Regions from separate parts of the Arabidopsis thaliana genome. Here region 2 is linked to region 1. A link is a contact called in public capture Hi-C data. All regions are on one chromosome and are shown on one strand. The core of a region is the stretch at or near the end of the contact, and the rest is flanking DNA. Distances in the headings are between cores, read along the strand shown. Region 1 holds the start of LOV1 (NAC domain containing protein 35). Region 2 holds the start of QUL2 (QUASIMODO2 LIKE 2).

Region 1 (6,112 bases), core at 1,777-4,276:
TCGTTCCTGCAGGAATCATGTTCATAGCTAACGCCGCTTGAGTTTGAGGCATTAGCGTTGTCGCTGTAGTCGCCGCAGCCACCAATTGTAATGCGTTTGCGTTAGCATTTTGTTGTTGAGTATGATGAAACTGTTGAGCAATTTGAAAGTATTGGTGATTGATGTTACCTCCATCTGATATTTGGTAGTTAACTAGTCTTTGAAGATCGTCAACAATGGCAGTTTCATCATCGTCTTGATGATTTCTCGTAGAGACTATCAATGTGTTGTTGCTTGTGTCGTAAGGCATTGGACGATATATGTTTTGATTGGCTAGAGCAATGGTAACGTCAGAGTTACTGTTTGTGGTCGTTGTTGTTGTGCTGCCGTCGCCGGAATATTCGGTGGAGAGCTTCTCGAGATTGTTGATGTTGTTGTTGTTGTTAAGGTTGTTGTCGGAATGATTAGAGGAGGATGAATGGTGTTGTTGTTGTCTTAAGGCTAAACGGGATGATGTCGATGAGTTATGGTTATGATGTCTTGTGGAGAGAGAACGTGGTACCGATGGATGATCTTCTACTCCTGGCCTTTTGTACACTCGGCACAATGATATTTCAGCCTATAATTATACATGAGCACATTGATTAGAGACTTGATACATATATCAAATTATCAAATATAGACTAACAATATCTATGAAAAATATCATTTATCGAAGATATGGTTTTGAAAGAAGATTCACAAACTATGTAAAGTTAGCATTAGCAAAAAAAGATAGCACGTTTAGAAGAAATTTAGAGTACTATCATATGACGTAACAATGCAAATATAATTAAGATGATTATATTTATTATTTTTTATATATTTAATTGCGTAATTTTAGTTTTATTAGTACAAGTGAATGTGCAATACATACACATAGATAATTATGTCAACCCTGTTGTTTTAGCTGTCTTATGCATACATCATAATATCATATATATACATAGAAAATTTTATAAATTTATGGTTTCAAATGGTGACGACATATAAGTCGAAAGAGCCCAAAAAATGTATTTATCTATCCATTGTCATTTTCCGTATACATAATATTTTTTCGGTCTACTCCATAAACCGTTATCATTCGTATAGATTTTAAATGTTCGCATATAAATATGTTGGTATAATTCATATATGCCAAATTATTTCAAAAAATGTTGGGTAACTTAAATAGAAGACATGAATTAATGTGAGGAAGAGCAGGAACATTCATGTCATAAATTGTAAGAAAAACTAACTATGTCTCTGCAGAATTAAGGTATATGAATGTCGAGTGTGATACTTGTGTGTTTATATATATGTGTATGCATCTATCTATTAATGTATTCTACTATAACATATGGGCCATGTCTAGCAATTTAAAGAGTTCACGCATATGACATGAACATTTTTCTGGATTTAAGCGCAAACGCCGCCTGACATTTAGTCCATTCACAAGTATTTTTGATCTTATCGAATCAATTCCAAAATAAATAAATAAAACTAGTCAAAAAAGAAAAAATTCAAACTGTCTAGGGATTAATTTCAATTTTAAAGGCCTCACCACCTAGCTAGGGTTATATCTATGTATGTATGAATAGGATATATATAGAGTTATAGTAGAATTTATACCTTTTGGTACTTCTCGGTTTCATGGTGCGGAAGACGATACTCGTTCATGATCCAACTAGTACGAGTGCCTTTAGGGGCTTTACCAGAGTAGAAAACTAGGGTTTTCTTTAATCCGATAGGCCGAGAAGTCTCCGATCTGATCATCCTATCAGCTCCGGTGGCTTTCCAATATCCTGAAGTCGTTACTCGGTTCGGTCTATCTCCATTTCTATATTTCCGATCTCTTGGCACATAGAAGTACCACTCTTTCTCTCCTATCGCCGCCATAGCTGCATATACATATATCTATGATTAAACATACATAAGCTAATTATGAAAACATACACATATTTGTATATCTTATGATATATATGTAGGTTGTTTAATTAGGTTAATTTAAGAAAGAAACTAAAGAGGGAGAAGCGTTTAAAGATATTGAGAATTGTTAACGATCGACATAGTAATACTTCATAAGGAGGTAGGTACATATATAGGTTAAAAAAAAAGAAATAGAGAGAGAAAGTGATAAGAGAGAAGAAAGATCTTAACATATGAATAGAAATTAAGATTTCCAAATAGTTTGAGATGATTTATGTGTGTTTATGTGAATGTATATTTACCAGGAAGTTCCCAAGGATCATAGCGATAAAGATCGAGGAAAGTGATGAGTTCTACATTAAAGCGTTTGCCTTCAACTTTTCGGCGAAGGTAAAACTCTATGAGTTCTTCTTCGGTAGGATGGAATCTAAATCCGGGCATGACCATGTCATGATCATGATCATCAGCTTCATCTTCATTTTGGACATGACTCTCTTGGCCGCCTCTATGATCATTGTCTTCTATACCTTTTTCGTTATTGTTGACTTGGTTACTCATGGGAATGATGCTTGTTGTGGAGGATACAATTGCCATATATCAAAAAGACTAGATATGTGTATGCATGTGGATTAAGGTGATATATGATGATGAAAAGTGATTAAGGGTTTGCTTGGTTTTTATACTAACAATGGAAGGGAAAAAGAGAGATGAAATTGAGTGGTGTTGAGTAGAGATAAGAGGAGGAGAAGAAGAAGAGAGGACGACTATATAGGAATGAAACGTCATCGTTTTTGGGAGTTGAGACCAAACTAGAATAAGACAAAGAGAGAGAAGAAGAGAGTTAAGGAGGAGACAAAGACTTGTCAAATTGAGGACAGGGTGTCCACGGTTTTGTTTTCTTAGCCGTGCCTTTGGACCTTTCTCTCACTCTCCATTTCTAGCTTTTTGTTTCAAAATAAAATAAAATATCTATCTATTAGTTTTATGTATTTTTTCTAAATACTAAAGTTTCAAATATTTAATAATTATTGGGTTGTAACACAAATGAAAAGAACAGTTGATATCTTTTACAGGAAAAATTAAAGTTTATGTATTATAAACGAAAAAATATTTTGAAACAATATTACGAATTGACATCTTTCAAATGGATGTCATGGACCTCATGGTTACTAGTTCAATTATACTTGGAAAAAATAATAATTAATGTTTTAAATGCAATATCAACAATTGGTGTGGACATACGAAAAATATAGACCGAAAGTCTAAAATTCCCAAAAACTATCATTCTTAGAAAAAATATATCATGGTTTTCTTTATAGTTTTATTTGCACATGCACCATCTCATGCACGTTAAAGATTCATTAGTTTTAGTTAGGTATATGATTGGTATTTTATAAAGACAATCTAAACTTTAGAGAATAACAAATTAAGTTGATTTCATGTATAATTTATGTGTAAATAGTCTATATTTTGTTTTGGTTTTTGTTCCAATCCATCGCTACAAAAATTGCGAAAGTGTAACTAATCTAATTCTCCTGATCAAGGCATAGCGATAAAGGATCCATAATAATTCATTGTTATAGGTAGACTAATTGAATAACGGATATTCTTAAAACAATGTTAAAAATTTGGATTATTATAGTTAATTTATTCATCGTTGAGACAAAGAATTCTGATTGGTGGCCTATATTACTAATTAAATAATAATATCACGTATGCTTACTATGTCACTCGTCATAAATATATTTACGTGTTTTTCATATGCTTCAGCTTCACGAACGTTCTCTTATTGTTTCGCTATTTTTTTTATGATATATTTGGCCCACCATATCTTCATTGCATGATACTACTATGTCTTCAATTATGAATGCAAAACAAACTGACCATGATTTTGCCAACGCTCTCCATGTTCCTATGACTTAGTAAGAAGCTGAACTTACAGTACATATGTTAGAATTTAGAAACCCGCCAGTTCTTTAAAATTTGTATTAATATATATAGATACAATATATTATATTTAGATATATGTATCTATAATCTATATGTATAATTGTTCCATTTTATTAATAATTCAAAAAAGTAAATAAGATATAGACACAAAACAATAAACATCGTAACAACATTAGCATATATATATATATATATAGCTGAGCTAAAAAGGCTAGGCAAACTGTAATATATTTAAGTTCATCATGGAAAGATAGATAAAATATATACTAAGTACAAATTTCATACTTACAAGTTTATATGGAAAAATGAATTTAAAGTATCAACGTAAATGAGATAATGAATGAAATTAAAGTGAGGTGGTAGTGGGGCTTCTACGAAACGAGAGTGGGGTTTTTAGAAACCTTACTCTACGTTGTAATGACTTCATATTTTATATTTTTATTTTGTCAAATGTTTCAATGGATGTCATGGACTTCATATTTTTTAGAAATCCGTGAATGCATATATCTCATTCACAACAAATTTCATTGGATTGAGCTCAGTGTAGACAGACATTTTTCAATATGGATGTCGCGTACCAAAAAAGCTTATGAAACGTGGAAAAGATAAACTATTCAACAACCATTAATTAGACCATTGCGATATCAGAAAATGAACTTTTTTGTGTTGTTAATTCGAATCTTCGTCAAGAAAATTATCTAGTTACATGATTTTTTTTGTTTTTATGTTTAAACAATTTATAATATATTTACTACGAACTAATCAAATAGTAAATCAGTAGACATACACATATTTCAAAAATTATTATACCAGTTTAGTTTACATAAATGTATAGCTTTTGGATATATATTTAAGGTTTTCATTAAAATGAATGTAGGTATGAAAGGAAATATTATGTATGACATGGAATCATAGGCATGGACCCTTCGAATATTGATATCAGTAAAAATATAAAATGGCGATAGAAATTAGGAATTAAATGTATTATAAGAGAGTTTAAAAGTAGATTAAGCTAGTGCATAATTTAATGCAAGCGAGTCTTCCATCGGTTTGGCTTTTAGCTAGGGGTAGCAAGTAGGGTGGCGGATATTATATAATGTACATTCCAGAAGATTAAATCATTTTTTCAGTTTAAAGTTTTTGCAATTGTAAAAAATTAAGACCTTTTAATTTTAATTCGAAAAGAACATATATTTCTATTATTATATATATGACATATTATTAACTTATATTTTGTCTTCTGATTATTACATTTTCACATGAGTTTGTCTTCGTTAAAGTTTTAATTATTATATACTATTGTACATATACAGCATAATAGCAACTCAGCAAGGGATTACTTTGAAAGTCTTAGAATCTTCAAGCTTACTATTTGGCTAAATATGCAATATATATACACGCCATTAGTTTGTGCTTTAGCAATTGATTTAACCAAGCTGTAAGAAGATAATTCGTCTGGTAATTGTTGTACCATTACTCTGTAAACTTTGGGTTGTACTCTTCATTTTTTCTTGCTGTAAAAAGAAAAAAAAAACACCTAAAGCATGTAAAATTCTCATATTGCTTTAAACCAAAACAAAAAAGGAAAGATACAAAACGTGGTGAGAAAATATAATATAGTTATAGAAGTTGTGAATTTTAGAAGGGACACACTATATACACTTGAGTCTGATTGGAAAACAAATGTTATAAAAGTGCATAATAGCTGTAAGAATTTCCTACCGATCATACTTTTGCTTAAATCAATTATAATATGAAACGAGGAAAAATTTAAAGCGGGTTCGAGAACAAGAATTTAAGGATTTGAAATAGGATGATGCTAGAATAGGTCCAGTAATAAAACCCCTAAAAGTCTTATGCGATCACTATCACAAGTCTTGTCCTAACTAAAATAACACTTTTAACCAATTATCGATTCGTTTTTGCCCAGAATAGAATTTAATTGGATTTGGTTACCATCATTACAATTTCATTGGTCATCAGTTTTTGTAGTTAGGTGATTTTAGTTTACTTTTACAAGTAATAATTGAACTTTAGTATTTCATTATTCCACCAACTTTATTATTATATACTAGTATAATAGGCACACTCTTATGATTATTGACCCTTCTTTTTCGCAATAATAAATATATTTCAGATTGTTTTGGGATGTATCTAGATTCCAATGACATGTATGGACAGATTGTTTTAATATAAAAAAAGTATATGCTCTCCAAATCAAGATTTGGATCGTATC
Region 2 (6,112 bases), core at 1,024-3,523, 400 kb before region 1:
GAAGCTTGCGAACTAGACCAACCAGAAAAGAAAGAAAAAGCATCAATACAGGAAAGCCAAGCTTACGCTTTAAATGCCAAGAATATGCCTCAGGATCACACTTACCGAGAAGAATAGCAACTTGAATCAGAAGTTTTCTGCCAAAGAAACGTCTCATCCTGCTGAGCTGTTAGACTCCAACAGATTTTCTTAGATAACTCATTCACCCGTGTTGAGATGCTCGTTTTCTTGGTATCTGGTAAGTTTCCCTGTGCTTTGTTTGTGGGAGAAGTTAAAACAAAGTATCCCCCGGGTTTCAGAACACGATCCACTTCCAAAAGTAGCATTGCATCTGCTTAAGGGACAAACAGAACGTCAACATATCAGAACAAAGTTAAACATATTAGGAGATCTCAACTTTAAAAGTTCAAAAACAACTAGACACGCTTGCAAGACCTGTTGATGTGATTACCTTTGATATCCCAAGTAGTGCCACATTGAGCACAATGGACCATATCAAAAGACAGTGCTGGATAAGGAAGCTGTTTTGAAAAGAAATTGCCAATCATTGCAGGAAGGCCTCTCTCTAGAGCTAACTGAACTTGGCTCCCAGTTGCCTCATACTCAGCAATACATATAGGCATCAGCTTCAAAGACACTAAATGAGCACCAAAGCTACCAAATCCGCAACCAATGTCTAACACAGTCCGTACCTGCAAGCATCAGAAGAAATCTCAGAAGCTGGAACTGAAAATTTTGATGTGTAAGATAATAAGATTAAGAATACTTACACCCGCTTGAGCAAATTCAGTATCACTTCCTAAACCTATCATCTCAGCAATTTGACGAGCATAGTCTTTGACCCCATCAAAGACCAGGCCGTCCTCCGAGTGAAAGGTTATTTGATTCTCTTCAAGCAACATTAACCTAATAATGATGACAATGAAAAATAAGACATCACAGAACAGAAACCATATACATGGGGAAAACTGAATTTGAAGAAAATGTATGTCAAAAGACCTCGTTGTCACAGTTCCTGAAGAAAGAAACTGGTCTTTGGTAATCTTCACGTTCCCACTCCATATGATATCTCTACCAAGTGGCCACCTAAGTGGTATTTTATAATCTCTCGGAGGACGAACTACACATCTTTCCTTCTCTCTTTCAAACTCGCAATGTCGATCTAACTCCTCACCCTCTTGAAGCCCAGCAAGCAAATTCCCAGTTATGTTATAACAAGGCACATAACTTTCTCTTTCTTTACCACAAAAAGGAAACTCTTTTAAACTAGCCCCTAAAGAAAGAGACCTCAGATCAAGATAATCAACAGCAGCTTGCTCCTTTATCCTCCTATAGTTACTATAAATGTTCGGCACAAGTGTCGAACTTGACGAAGAATCATACGAATTAGATGTCAATGGTGCTAAAATAGTAACTAGAGCCACAACACCAACAATGAAGAATAACAACCCTCTGATCCGTGGTCTGAGACCAAAAACAGAGGAAACACTCTTGTACCAAGAACCTCTCATATCATTCGTAAGCAGAAACCACTAATTCCTCTCGCTGTACACAGAAACTTTTTCATCCGCTTCTTTCACCAAACAAGTCTCAATTTTGAAGCACATAGTCTCATTACCTGATCAAGCCACAATCCTAAGGAGACAAAGGCAAGATTTTTCTCCACTCTTTATGATCCAAATCAGGAAATGGCCTCACTACTAATAGAGATGCCAAAATTCAGAACCAAATCTCGATGTAGCCAAAAATTGAAGATTAAAACTCTCAAAGGCAAATGCAATCAAATCACCTGCAATCAAATCTCACAGATCAAAAATCGAAATTTTCCCAAAAAAGAAACATTACCATTTCTAGTGAATCTATACATTAAGCGAATTTTGCTTTTTTGTCGGCGAAAATTCAAGAAAAAGAAAAGCTTGATAATAATTCTGATGGATAAACCCATGATTGAGATCTCGAGAATGGCGAAGAAGATCAGATCAAATAAATTAAATGCAGACAAAATGACGATAATCAAATTAGGGTTTTTGAGATGCGTACCAAAGTTAACAGATTTCAGAGCAACAACAATGGCGAAATTTTTGAGAGATTCAGAAGAAAGATAGAGAGAGAGATATTCCAATTATATGGGCACTCTCTTGTAAGCTTCTTTTTTTATTAATCGAATTTTCTGAATATGGAGATTAATAATAACAAATAATGATGATGAAGATTATAATCCTAAACTTAGATCTAATTAAGAAAGTATGTGTAAGTAAACTTTTTAAAACAAAGAATTGTTTAGTTTTGGTTCCAGCAAAAAAACAGTCATGAGGAGAATAATTGCAAAATTCGTGGTGCACTTTTGCTTTTTGTGCATTTATTAAATTGGTCTCTTTGTCTCTTGGTCTCTTTATTTTATTATTTTTCTAAAATTCTCTATATCAAAAAGGTTTTTGTTAATTATTATTATTAATTTGTATGATTATGTTGTTGGTGGTGAGCAATAACAATCCACTACTATAAAAGAAAACCTAATTTTCATGTTTATGGGTTAAATAATTTATTTTATACGTGTTAGGTTAAGTATATTTATAAAATTTTGAGTACTACATAGAATTATGTAACTCAATTATAAGAGCATGTTCATAGGTGATACTCACAAAGTATCATTAAGAATTTTTTTAGTATTATTTATAATGTTTGTTTAATAAATATATATAATTTTTTTTGTTTTTGTCAAATGTGACCAATCAGAAGAAGCCACGTCAGATGATACTGGTATCATAAATATCAGTGGACTGATACTGATCAAACATATTATAATTGCTTTATTAATATAAAAATAATTTTAGGACTTGTGATACTCTAAAAATATCACCTATGTACATGGTCCTATTATTATTATATGTACTTAGAAAAGAGTCCTATTTTTAAAAGAAATAAATTGTCCTTGTTACGATTTATGGAAGAAGAGGAAAAAAAAGAAAGAAATCAGGCAACAAAACGTCAAAGCAATCGTTTTCTTATTATGTCGCATTAACAACTTTGAAAGAAAACAAATCTAAACACAACACTGATATTTTAGTCGTAAATAATATTTTTAAAAAACCAACAAAGATATCAAAATCTCAGGACAACGATCGAACTTGGGTTGATGTCTTGATGAGATAAGATCATTAGAACAACATGCATGATCAAATATAAGCGTTTACTACCTTCAATCTCTCCATTCGAGTAATCTAAATCCATTTGCACAACGTCTCATGGATGATGTCTCGAGTTTTGGAATAATCCGTTTTGATTAGATATTTTGCAAGAGTTTGTGATCATAATATAGGATTCTATGAAGATGGGTATAGCTCATAAAGAGAAGAAATTCTATTAGTTTTTCCCACTCAAGTTCTCACAAATCTTCTCATTGAATCTCCAAATATGTAATTACGAAGCTTCGCTTTTTTCTAGTAGACTTCCATGAAATGAAGGCATGATTAAAATACAACTTCTTAGGAATTATCACAATAAGACGGATCACTCCTGCTTATATGGATCATTAAAATGTGATAGACCGTTTGTGGAAAATCATATTAACCGTTTTTAATGATCATGATAAACATCTTGCTTGGACACAAATCATATATATGAAAGTTGGTCAACTCTCTCCATATGAATGACACATCATCACACTGGAGAGTGCCACATGTCATTCTAAATTAATATCATTTAACAATTAACAAAAGTTAGTGACGAAAAATTAAAGTTCTCATATTGCATTAAACCATCCATCAATCCCACTCTTAATTAACTATTTTCAAAATAAAAGAAAAAAATACAAATCATGTTAATGTATCAAACACTACTTTTATTCTACTTTTTCTATTTTGCTATTTTTTATAGTCATTATCTGATATTTGTAACTTAGCTGTTTGCTATTTAACCTTTTTTAGTTTAGTATTTTAACTTAATCTTCTCTTATTATTACATTTTTTGGTCTACATGATATATGATTTTTTTGTACCTTATGATAAATTGGTAATATTAATAATGACATACACATTTTTCAAGTAAGTTTTTTTGGGATCTTAGATATACCAAAACATTCAATACAAGACACTTTCTCCAATATGGGTATATGTAAATGCAAAGAGAGATACCTAAAAGTGTTGACTTAAATGACTCTTTAATTTTTTGCTTTTTGTTTTCTCTTTTGGTATAAAACTTTTGAAATAAATGAGTAGATAGAACTTTTGAAATAAATGAGTAGATAGTTATACATTTGTTATTCAAATTATTACAATTCAATATTTAGTCATGAGCTTATCATGATGTGACTAGAGTACTAGATTAGGAAAATACATGGAACAAAGAATAGTTTGCTTATAATCAAGTTAGATAAGTTTCAAACCACATAAGTAATATAATTGCATAACATTGTATTATATATTGTTGTTGTAATATTTTATGATAGTTAAAAAAGAATAGAATCTTGGATATATAGATAAGAAGATTTATACATGAAAAAAGTATAATTGATTTTTGATCAAAGGTAAATCTAACTAAAAAAAAAAATTATAGAAAATAAATATAATTTTATTAACTATATAATAACATACACAAATATGAACATAAATTACCAATAAAAATAGTTAAAATATAATTATTTTTAAACTATTTTCAAAATAAACCCACGCGTAGCGTGGGTACTCTTCTAGTTCTTTTAAGTTAAGATCATTGAACCGTTGATTTCTCACTGCAGGGTTGTCCACAAATCACTACTGTCACCATTGCTTTGATACGGCAAGAAAAACAAAGATATTGCCAAGAAATGCAATCCATATCATGTTAGTATGTTACTTAGAGCTCGAGCTTAACAACTTAAGCAACGACCATCAAATAAAAGTAATAGAAATCTTTCTAATCATATAACAAAATATTAGATGTATCTACTTTCATTAAGTGGAAATAAGTCAAAAGATCTAACTTTAGTTACTGTATGAAAATATACTTTTTGAAAATCTTTACTTGTTTTTTATTTTTTTATTTTTTTCTAATTTTTTCTTTTTTTAAATTGATATGTCATCAAATAAGTTTTCCTTTTTTACAAGGCATAACTCTCTTTTTACACAATAGATTTAACATTATGTTTGATTTCCATAATTGTCAAGATTATTTTAGGTGGTTTAAGGTTCAAGATTATTTTCTCAATTCGGTTTATAAACCGGTTAACTTGAACCAATAATTATGTCTAGATATTGCCAATGCAAGTTGATTACACGTGCTAGTTTAAAAGTTGAGGCTATTTTTGTAACTTTCTATTGAGAGGATTTTTAATAAGTTTATACCTCTCTCCCTTGTTCACGAACCCGTAACCCTAGCCGCCTTCAAAAATTCCCAATTTGTTTTTTCAAACAAACTTGCTCAGATCCTCTTCTTCTTAGGGATCAATCTTCAAATCAATTGTAAGTTTCTTGTTTCTTATAATTCTATCTTTCGATTGATACCTGTTTCGATATCTTCAAGTCTAGTTTTTTTTTTTTCAATCGAGTTTTTGATTTAGATCACAAATCGACAGATCTGTTTAGGCGTTTTTCTGGGTATCGATTCTTTTCAACATCCATGCCTTAATTTCAAGTTTTCCCCAATTTTCTTAACCCTAATATTTATGTGTTCATCAGATCTGCAAATTTATTTAGGGCTTTTGTTCCTCGTGCTGAAAGTTAATCGATTGTTTGAATTTGGACTCTTGATTTCATGTTTTTAGCCGTGGATTGAAAAATCTAGGGTTAGGTTTTCGAATTTGGGGTTTTTTTTTTATTTTTAATATCTGTTTAAAGTTTGACTTTTTGACTAAAAATTAAAAAATTACACTAATACCCTAGATTGTTAAATCAATTCAGGTTGTTAAAATAAATGGGATTAAAGCGACCTTATGATGCTGAAGAGATGCAAAAGTGCAATGCTAAGCATGCAAGACAGCTTAGTTACAAAAACCATAACCAATTTGACGAAGCTATTCCATATCATCATGCTTCTATGGAGAAGAAGACAAATGTTTTAGGTAACAACCCGAAACCCTTTTAAATGTTTAAATTCATATACTTTGTTCTGCTAAGTTTTAACTTTGGACGTGACT

What was found. Capture Hi-C pulls out chosen DNA fragments and counts their contacts.
Region 2: a capture Hi-C map of seedling shows a contact between it and region 1, with 2.1 times the contacts expected there. The contact joins the promoter of QUL2 here to the promoter of LOV1 in region 1. A contact is called at or near these places in 1 of 26 Hi-C or Micro-C datasets (root) and 1 of 3 other capture datasets (seedling).

What each region holds. Positions count from the first base shown.
Region 1 is chr2:644,452-650,563 of TAIR10.1, reverse strand. LOV1 (NAC domain containing protein 35) reads right to left here and starts at 3,026. Exons shown (of 4, transcript NM_180655.2): 1 at 2,229-3,026; 2 at 1,630-1,898; 3 at 169-598; 4 at 1-63. The coding sequence starts at 2,520. It overlaps AT2G02455, which reads left to right and starts at 1,877. Exons shown (of 2, transcript NM_001335118.1): 1 at 1,877-2,086; 2 at 2,232-2,684. The coding sequence starts at 2,347. The coding sequence ends at 2,559.
Region 2 is chr2:1,046,908-1,053,019 of TAIR10.1, reverse strand. It overlaps QUL2 (QUASIMODO2 LIKE 2), which reads right to left and starts at 2,273. Exons shown (of 8, transcript NM_001335184.1): 1 at 2,041-2,273; 2 at 1,000-1,789; 3 at 771-906; 4 at 452-692; 5 at 106-331; 6 at 1-12. The coding sequence starts at 1,511. It overlaps AT2G03470 (ELM2 domain-containing protein), which reads left to right and starts at 5,276. Exons shown (of 3, transcript NM_126398.4): 1 at 5,276-5,438; 2 at 5,877-6,037. The coding sequence starts at 5,890.